Regions from separate parts of the Ovis aries genome. Here region 2 is linked to region 1. A link is a contact called in public Hi-C data. All regions are on one chromosome and are shown on one strand. Each heading gives the region's core, a stretch centred on a gene start, on an enhancer-like site or on the middle of the called end of the contact. The rest is flanking DNA. Distances are from core to core; before and after follow the strand shown. Region 1 overlaps SSH2 (slingshot protein phosphatase 2). Region 2 holds the start of SSH2 (slingshot protein phosphatase 2).

The links. Hi-C and Micro-C count contacts between places; a contact is called where the count stands out from the background.
Region 2: a Hi-C map of liver shows a contact between it and region 1, with 3 times the contacts expected there. The contact joins the promoter of SSH2 here to the enhancer-like site in region 1. A contact is called at or near these places in 9 of 16 Hi-C or Micro-C datasets (blood, hypothalamus, liver and 4 more).

What each region holds. Positions count from the first base shown.
Region 1 is chr11:20,970,040-20,974,954 of ARS-UI_Ramb_v3.0, forward strand. All of the region lies in intron 1 of SSH2 (slingshot protein phosphatase 2), which reads right to left. Among named protein-coding and RNA genes, the nearest start is that of TRNAG-CCC, 79 kb to the left of the region's middle. Within about 2 kb of position 2,157, at least 5 of the 54 cell types and tissues checked have an H3K27ac peak or open chromatin away from gene starts, as enhancers often do. A contact at or near this core is called in liver, where this site is marked.
Region 2 is chr11:21,057,917-21,062,831 of ARS-UI_Ramb_v3.0, forward strand. It overlaps SSH2 (slingshot protein phosphatase 2), which reads right to left and starts at 2,620. Exons shown (of 15, transcript XM_042255464.2): 1 at 2,317-2,620. The coding sequence starts at 2,379. EFCAB5 (EF-hand calcium binding domain 5) reads left to right here and starts at 2,281. Exons shown (of 22, transcript XM_042255465.2): 1 at 2,281-2,335.

The DNA of each region.
Region 1 (4,915 bases), core at 907-3,406:
CTCTTCACAAATGCTGCTACCTCCTTGGTCACTAACCTACCCCTGCAGCATCTCCAGTGATATGTGACCCAGTCTCAGCGCCCTGAGACAGTTAACACAGAGTGTTGCACTAGCACTATTTACAATAGCTGGGACATGGAAGCAACCTACATGTCCATCGACAGATGAATGGATAAGGAAGCTGTGGTACAGATACACAATGGAATGTTAGCTATAAAAAGGAACACATTTGAGACAGTTCTAATGAGGTGGATGAACCTGCAACTTATTATACAGAGTGAAGTAAGTCAGAAAGAAAAAGACAAATATTGTATATTAATGCATATATGTGGAATCTAGAAAGATGGTACTGATGATCTACATGTAAGGCAGCAAAGGAGACACAGACCTAAAGAACAGATTTTTGGACACAGTAGGAGAAGGAGAGAGTGGGATGATTTGAGAGAATAGCATTGAAACATATATATTATCATATTCAAAACAGATAGCCAGTGGGAGTTTGATGTATGATGACGCAGGAGGGATGGAGTGGTGAGGGAGGTGGGAGGTGGGTTCGGAGGGAGAGGACACAGGTATAACTATGGCCAATTCATGTTGATGTACGGCAGAGGCCATCATAATATTGTAAAGTAATTATCCTCCAGTTAATATAATACCTTTTTAAAAAAGTGTTGCACTTCTTCAGTCTTACTAAATTAAGCAAATTTTAAGTGGTATATATTACTATGTATGAAAAGCTTTTGTTAAAATGGTGTCATATAATCACTGAAGAAAAAGTTCATATGAGCCAGGTACTCTTTCACTTCCCTCTCTACTGGTTCTGGTTTCTTCCAATCCTCATTCCCATAAAATCTTATTTAATGCACAGTATACAGCTCCTGGCTTTGGGAAAGTCAACCTGGCTCCAATTCTGCCCGATGATCACAGTGAGATCTAGATTGGCCATACTTACCATACCAATAAAATGGGCTAATCTTGACTACCTAATCATGTCTGCAAAATGACTGCAACCATATCATGCTGTTGTGTTGGTACTAATGGTGAGATGATGTTTCTGCTTATGAAATCAAACCGTTTGGGACATCAGTGAGCCCATTCTCTTTCCCCTAAAGGGCAATTTCTATCAGGTTTCCTCAGAAACTCTTAAAAAGTGCCATGGTATCATTGTGAAAAAATTAAATACTTTAGTTCTACTCCACTGAAAACTAAAACGAAAAGTGTTTTCTAGACAGATGAAACACAGACTATAAATAATAAAATCTATGCATTATGCAAAAATAAACTGACTTGGGGAGGTGAAGTTGCTTTAATCAAACAGACATGGCTTGAAGACATTTCATGTGATATATTAAAATAAACAATAGTTTAAATTTTTAAAAGGGACATTAGGAATGCTGCACTTTGCATTCTGAACGCACTTGATTGCAAAATCACAACAGAGTTGATCAACAACAGTCAGCTGAAGGAAACAGCTCTTCCTCTGTGTCTCTTATGTATGTGGAAAACTGTCCCAGTGGTCTCCTCCCCAAACGTGACCCTGCACCCTGTCTTCTCATCTGAACTTTACACATGCTCACTCTTAAGCCAACCTCTGGCTGGGCAAGGATGGTACCCTCTGATTGGCTGCTACATGAAACAACAAACAAACCTTTATTTTCAACAACAAATGACCTTTATTTTTCTATTTAAGCCAGTTTCTGTTGTTCTCAACCAAGATTCCTGACAAATATATTATGAACCACATTTTCCCATGTGGACCATCAGGGAGAGGTAAGAGAAGGAAAAACCTTTTATTTCCACTTTAAAGGTAGAAAAATTAGAGCATCAACAGGTGAAAATGATAGATCACTACTGTGCTTTGTCCATGGGAATATGTTGTCCCTCACATAAGCTGGGGAGTCCAGCACAGATATTGAAGACCGTAATAATTTACACACACACATGCAGCTGCAAATCAGACTGTTCGATCTGTCCTTAAACCATTTCTTCCTACCTGTCTGGTTTCTCTGTTTTCAGATAGCAAGGCCTGGTTACAGAGATTCCATCCTTGTCCTGGCCACAGAACAGAAATTGTCATGGGTAAGGCTAGAGTGTTTACATAGTGTCTGAGTTTTAAACACCTATCATTATAGACTTTGTCCTGCCACATAATACGAAACAAGGCAACTATAATTTGGTCAGAGGTCACAGCCCTAAAAGCAGATTTAGTTTCTGTAGGGTAAACCAGGAAATGGCTTCCCTGGTGGCTAGGTGGCAAAGAATTCGCCTGCCAATGCAGAAGATGCAGGTTCGATCCCTGGGAAGATCCCCTGGAGAAGCAATGGCAACCGACTCCAGTATTCATGCCTGGAAAATCCCATGGACAGAAAAGCCTGGAAGGTTACAGGTCACAAAGTCAGAGAAGACTTAGTGACTAAACAAGAACAACAAAACCAGGAAACACTGCTGTTCACTTTTAGCCTTGTAGCTTAATGCTTACCTAACAGTAACTAAATACTATACTAAATAGTTTAATAATCTCATTCTGTGGACATTAGTGTTCTTAGATGGCATACTAAAAGATCTTTTCACCTGAATTATTTACATTTTTTAAAAAATATTTACTTATTTGGCTGTTCCAGGTCTCTGTTACAGCATGTGGGATCTAGTTCCCTGACCAGGGACCAAACCCTGGCCCCCTGCATTAGGAATGCAGAGTCTTAGCCATTGGACCACCAGGGAAGTCCCAGAAAATTTTAATATAGAAAAATATATTCCAAACAAGTATCAGGTTAGACGGGCTACAATAACATACAGCATCAACATCTCAGTGACTTAAAACAGTAAGTTTCTCATTTGTGCTACATGTCCATCTTAGGTTGGTAGAGATTTTGCTCCATGTTACCCTCTCTTATCTGGGACATGACTAGTCATTACGACAAGAAGAACTGAATATGAGTTATGCATCAGCTCTTAAATGCTTCCATCTAGAAGAGACAAGAGTCACATATTTCATTTGCCAAAGCAGTCACATGATCATGCCCAACTTTCAAGGAAGTATAATTCTACCGTTATCCAGAGTAAGGAGACCCAGAAATATTGGCAAACACAAATGATTACCACAGTAATACATAAGGATACCTTATTATACAAGAAGCAATGTGAGTTAAGGAAAACAAAAAAGCTAGTGGTTCATGTAATTGGTAAATCCAAGAGGAATTTAAAAAATGCAGCGATGTTATTAGGTCTCTACTCTCCCTCTCTCGTTGGGCTCTGCCTGCTTCCTCTTCTTAGGCTGACTAGACTATGTGGCAGTAAGATGATCACCAACCACAGCAAGCATATATCATTCACTTAAGCAGAGTCCAGAAAACAGAACTTAAACTTTTTACCCCCAGCATCCATCTCTCTCTCAACAGGACTCTAACTGACCGTGTGTGGACCAATCATGGTATCCAGTGAAAAGGGGTACTTTGACCAGTCTGACATGGGTGTATGGGCATATGACCATCCCAGTGGCAGAAAAGCAGGGCCAAGTGATGGTCAGCCCCCCTAGAATCACATGAAGTAGAGCATATAAGCTCCCAGAAGGAAAGCAGACCATACCAAAAACGTAGCAGCTATACACCTAGAGGATTCTGTTATTTCATTTCCTCCATCATTCCCCTCACCTCTGATGTGTGAGATTAAATTCTATAAACATAAACTCATGTGGTCTTGGCTTACTTATTACAAACTGTTGCTGATGGTAAGTCAGGTCAACTGTAAGAACACACTAGGGAACATATATAGGAAAATCCTGGGACAAAATTTCTTTATTTTGCATAAAGCTCTTCTGAGTACAAATCTAAGTAGTTAACAAGAAAATTTCATCTTACAGAACCAAAGCAAGGGATGATTTCTAAGAATCACTCATTTTCCAAATGAATGATAACATGACAACTTGATTACTATGCTTAAAAGAGTAATGTCGCAAGGTCAGAGACAACACGCAGTCATGCTAGGTTTGAACACAGCTCTGCCCTTGGCAGAAGTAGAAGGTGAAATGGTAACAGGCATCAAACTACAAGCTTTACAGGGCAGTGCTTTCTGAGTTTGTTTACAGATGTACCTTAAGCAGCTAGAGTAGTGTATGATACATACTAAGTGGTTGATGAAGAGGAGCGAGATTAAGTTCCTTTTCCTATTTTAAATAACAGTCAACACATAAAATAAACTTTACTTTCCCACATAGTCATTCTTCTAAAATTTTGGTAAACAAATTCCTACAGGAATTCAACGTTCAGTCCCCAGGAAGTTCCAGGTAACACACACTGTGATGTGCTACATTCCTCAATATAGCTTTTTAAAGCTGGATAGGAAAACACAACGCAATAAAAGAAAAACAAAAACATAATGAATGAGTACGTAAGAAAACCAACACCTATAGAATCTATATGCGCACAGATCACCACACCACGTTAGGTTTTAGTAGTAATGCTACATAACACATTAGTTAATCATTTTAAAGAAGGTAGTTACATATGGTAGGACCTCTGTTTATCTTCCTGCAACAGCTAGGGAAAGCCCTATTTTCGGTCAACTCCTTCCTCACCCAGTACTTTGTCCGCTGCCAGAACAATTTAGCTAATACTTTTGGGTCTTCCCTTAGAGCACAGAGAGACAGAAAAGGCAGCTATGCAGGGGGAGACATCATGTTAGACAAGAGAAAGAACAAAACACAAAGCTCACTTTTATTTTTAAAATGAATTATCCACCATCTGTGAACCATCTCACCACAGGAAGTCTCTGACAAATTCAGTAAGTAAACTTGATTGCAGGGAAATCTCATTGACTACATAAGAAACTTTTAATTTTTCCCTCTGTAGCATTTGGCAGCAAAACTCCCTTTAAAACTCTGTCTTCCTATGTTCTCAAGATAGAAGACAAATTTGAA
Region 2 (4,915 bases), core at 1,370-3,869, 88 kb after region 1:
CTCAGCTAAAAAAGCTCTGGGTGAAGTGGAATAGGAAGACAACTTAAAGGGAAAGGTAACGGCTCATAGTTACGCTGACAACACCGACTGTTTCACACACACACACACACACACACACACACACACACACACACACACACACACACACACACACACACACACACACACACCCCAGTACCAGGATTCCTTTTCTCCCAGGGTCACATATAAAATGAAATAATCAGGCTACTATAGCAAGTAGATGTATCAGTCATTTAGCTCAATAACTGAGCTTACCCATGATCAATTTAATTACCTATATCAAAGTGCCTATTAACATACCTCAGGATTCTAAAATAAGCAAGTGTTGGCTAACAAAGTTATATCAAATAGATATGGTATTACTGTATACTAATCATTCACCTCAAGAAAATAAGTATAATAACATGATATACATATATTATTATTACAGCATCAATTGTTTTCAACAATGCCCAAGGAAAACCTTGTCAATATAATTCTGGTTTCTGGTTTACTTGCTCAACTCAACTAACCTTCAGTTGCTCTCTCAGCCAAAATCAGGCCTGGTAACCACTATCCTCAAAAGGTTTACAAGAAGAGTGAATTAAGATGGTCTGATGGTATGTTAATAACTTTCCAAAAACTAGTATCAAGTACCACATATAAGAATAACGTATATTAAATTTCCAACCTTATGATATTTGTCTTCAGAAGACCCTTAAATATTTTACGAGCTTTCAAGTGCAGTTATTCTAAAATCATATAATCTTAAGAATTAGAAAGAGCCCTTACACCATCTCCTAGGCCAAAGGACCTCCAGCCTTTTATTTGAACTTTTCTACAATGAGCACTCACTATTTTGCAAGGCAGTCCACCCCACTGTTACAAAGTTCTTCCTTAGCATGAAAGTCTGCCTCCCTGAGCTTCTATCCAAGGATCCCAGCTAGTTCTTCTGGAAACAACACAAGGTAAGGTAACCTCTGAAGTATAATCGCTTCTAGAATTAGGATATAGCTGCCAATTTAGTCACACAGAGTGCAAAAGCTGGCTCAGGGGGGAAAAAAAGGAAACCACCACACACTACACAGCAAAATTTTGAAATTCAGGAAACTATGTTGAAATCACAAACCAGCATGTTTTCAAGATGTCAAAGCACACACCTCAGTTAATATATAAATTAAGAGTAACCCAAATTTTTACAGTGGAAGGTGTTTCTGTGTATATTGAATACGTGTTTGCAAGCTGAAACTACTAAACCCACCAACCTAGTTTTTAAAACTACAATTCTGTAGGAAGTTCCAAACGGTTTTTCTAATTCCTCATATATTCATTCCATCTATTTCCCTCTAAAACATCTGGATTTTTTTTAAAAGATCCCATTTCGCCCCACTGGTGCAATATTTCATTTTAAAAAACAAATATTTCCAGAAAAAAAAAAAAAAGCCTAAAAGAATGGAGCGTAAAGAAGTGGGGGTGGGGCGAAGGCAAAGAAGGGCCCAGCAGGAAAAGGCTGGTTACTGGGTATTTTCCTTCTGGAAGCACGCTTCACTGGCACTGGCATCTGAAGTAACGAGCCATACAAACACGACTCGAGAACAAGAACGATCATGAGCAATGAGTGCGATGCATACATGTCTGTGAGATGTAAATGAATTGGCACTGGTCATCAAGCAGCGCCAGATGCTTCAGGACCTCGTCGAGGAAAGGTGAGAGGTCCAAGGAGCAGAGACTCCCGCCACCCTCTGGGGGAGGGGAGATGGCGAGAAACCTAGGAGTAACTACCGTTCAGCCGTCCAATGAAGCCCAATGGACAGGACACAAGAAAGACAGCAAGTGACCAGGGGGAAGGCAGACGCCCGGAGAGCCCGAAGGGCGGGCGGTGGGTGAAGACGGAACGGGTCCCTGAAATGGGTGCGGGTAAGGGGATGTGGGTGTGGGTAAGGGGCATGGCAGGAGTCCCGGGGTCCTCTCCCTGCAGCAGAGCAACAGAGGGTAAAAGGAAGGGGGAGGGTGAAAAGCAAGAATGACTCATTCCCGAAAGGAAGTGCTCAAGCCAGAGGAAAGCATGCCACAGGGGGCTTCGGGGCGAGGATGGTGAGGCGCTAGGTGCTCAGAGTGACGGAGGCACACATCAACGTCCGGTAGTTCCTGCGGCTCGTCTTTAAGATGGGGGCGTGTGGGGGGTTCGCGGCAGCCGGGTGCCAAGGCCTGGGAAGCGGCGCGGCGCGTGCGCAGTGGCGCTCGGCGGGACCCGCTGAGGCAAAGCGGAGCCGCAGTGACAGAAGCGAGCGGAGCGGCTGCCGGGAGGGGACTCACCGAGGCGCAGGGGCTGGAGGTAGTGCTGGGGGTAGGCGACCGCTGGACCGTGACCAAAGCCATCTAGGCGCTGCTGGGCTGTTCCGGGCAGGGCATTCTTGTCCCGAGTGTGGGGGGCGGGAGGGTGACGGAGCCGGGATGGGGCAAAGGGGTGTGGGGTGGGGGTGAGGGGAACAGGGAGGAGGAGGAGGCCGCGCGAACGGCCGCAGACTCCGCACCCACCACCGGACTCTCGCAGACTGACGCGCCGAGCGGGCGGCTGGCTGGCTGGCGGGCGGGCAGTTCGGCAGCTGCGGGGCACAATGAGCGCTCCCAGTGCGCAGGCGCCACCTGTCAGCAACCGCCTCTCCCCTCCTCGCGCGCCGCCGCCTGGCCGTAACCCTTGAGTTGCCGGAAGGCGGCCGGGTGCGTGCGCCTCGGGCCGCCGCCCCCTCTCGGGGTTTCCCCCCGGGCTCTGGGAATCGCGCGGGTTAGGCTGCTCTGGGGGTTTGAGGGGGTGTGTTAGGGAGCGGGTTCTGCGGCTGGGGAGGGGGTGTCGCTGGAGTCCCCACTCTTGAAGGACAACCTTTTTTTATTCCCGAGGTTGGGCGCACAGCTTAACCCACCTCAGTGAGAAGAAACCGAGGTGAAAATCCTGACGCGAACGAGTTTCCGGGTGGGAAAGGGCGCCGCGGGGTTTCAAACGCTTCCTCTGAGCGCGGATGGGACTTTCTGGGCTAGAGACCTTACCGTTGACCCGGCTCTCGAGGGCTTTCTTCTTAGCTTTCCCACCCTTCCGCTCTGAGTCCATGTTTTATGATGAGACTTTTTGAAAGAAAGAAGGGTTTGTAATTTTATACCCGAGAATCTTCATGGTACCCTCGTGCTTCCTGTTACCCTGGCCCCTGTCTAAGGGCTCATTCATTATTCCTGAAGTGCAGGGAGGCCGAGAGAGCCTGGGGGAAGCCGAGAAAGCTGGGCTCACGGAGTTACAAGGGTCCAACCTGCTATTTACCTCCCACTTGCTTCCTGCTGGGAAGAAATTCTCTTGATTAGACAGGATTTGCTCTTTGGGGTTTTCCTTCTCTTCGTCTCTAGATTTCATTATTTCATAGACACATGCGAAATGTCGATTGAATATTCTAAAGAAATAGTTTTCTAAAAGATAAATCATCAGCTGAACCTAAGCCAAGAACATAATGAAAAATCAAGATTTAAGGGGGGCGGGGGTGGAAATCGCGCCATATAAATACCATAGATTGATTACACAGAGAAACAGAGTTGACAAAGCTATTTCTTAATTTGAGTGGATGTGCTGGTAAATACCACCATACATAACATGTCTGTAAAACGCAGACATTCCGGAGTTTGCAGTTATTAATCCACCGCCTCTTGTTTGTCACTCAAACTCTCTTGGATCTTACTGCTTGTTGTAAATTGGCAGAGCAGCCTTGAGCCCTTTCTGGCCGCTGTATGGTTAAGTGCCACTGGAGCCCTCTGTGCTGAGCCTTTGTTCTCTCCCTGGGGCCCTGTGGTTGAAATAATTAGCAGGGAGGTTCCATCAAGAATCAGACACTGAGGGTCCCTGTACTGTACAGTCCTATGTTGAATGTACAGCAGAGAAGCCAGCTGGTAGGCTTTTGCCCCCTGGTGGTGGTCAAGAGTGCCTGCGAGCCAAAATTAAACAAAGATGTACGGTTCACAGATTAAACAATCTGACTGTGTTTTTCCCAGAGCTACTTGGTAAACAGGAAAAGACCAGACAAAGTTCAGAAGTAAGAACTTTGAACCAAAGCTTAGCAGATCAAACAGGAAGCTATATGCCTAGGCAAGAATTTTACATTGCTGAAAGCTGAATGAACACAAATAAATGAAACATGGCTTATTAACCAAAGTATAGTTCTAGAAAAAAGTGTTATTCAAATTCTGTAAAGCAATTATCCCTCAATAAAAAATGTTTTTTTAAGTGTTACTCAAATCAATAGGTCTTAGTAATGTGCTTCTGACTCAGGGACAGCAACACTGATTATCTGCTTTTATGTAGCAACACAATCTTAAATTCTTTTGGACAATGATAATCTTACAGTGCAAAATAATCTTACAGTGGGAAAGAGCACACCTTAGCGATTAGAGATCTCGCTTCTAGTTCCTGGCCTCTGTAAAACCTTGAGCAAATGGCTTAAAGTTTTTAAGTTTTAGTTTATTTCTTCAACAGAGTTCTAACTCACAGGATTCTTGTTCTCGAGAAAAAAATGTAAAGTGCAATATAAACTATAAAACCCCATGTGTAATTAAAATAATTTTGTTATTCTCTTAAGTTTGTTCCAAGTGCAGTCAGCATTTTCTGAGTATACTGTATGTGTAGAAAATAGATCAAGCAAAAAGGTAATAAAAATATTTTAAAATACATGATTCCATGCCTTTTCTTAACATTAGGAGAAGTAGATTTGTGGTCAAGATATGTCTCATTTGTAGGTAGGTTTAGAATGTCTTTATTCACCACAACTGAGGTGATAAAATTCTGGTCAAAATTAGGATTGTAAGGTACCCAAATTCACATAAGGTTTGTAATAGAAAGCTAATTTATTGACAGGAGAAATATCTTTTCCTGGTGTATTAC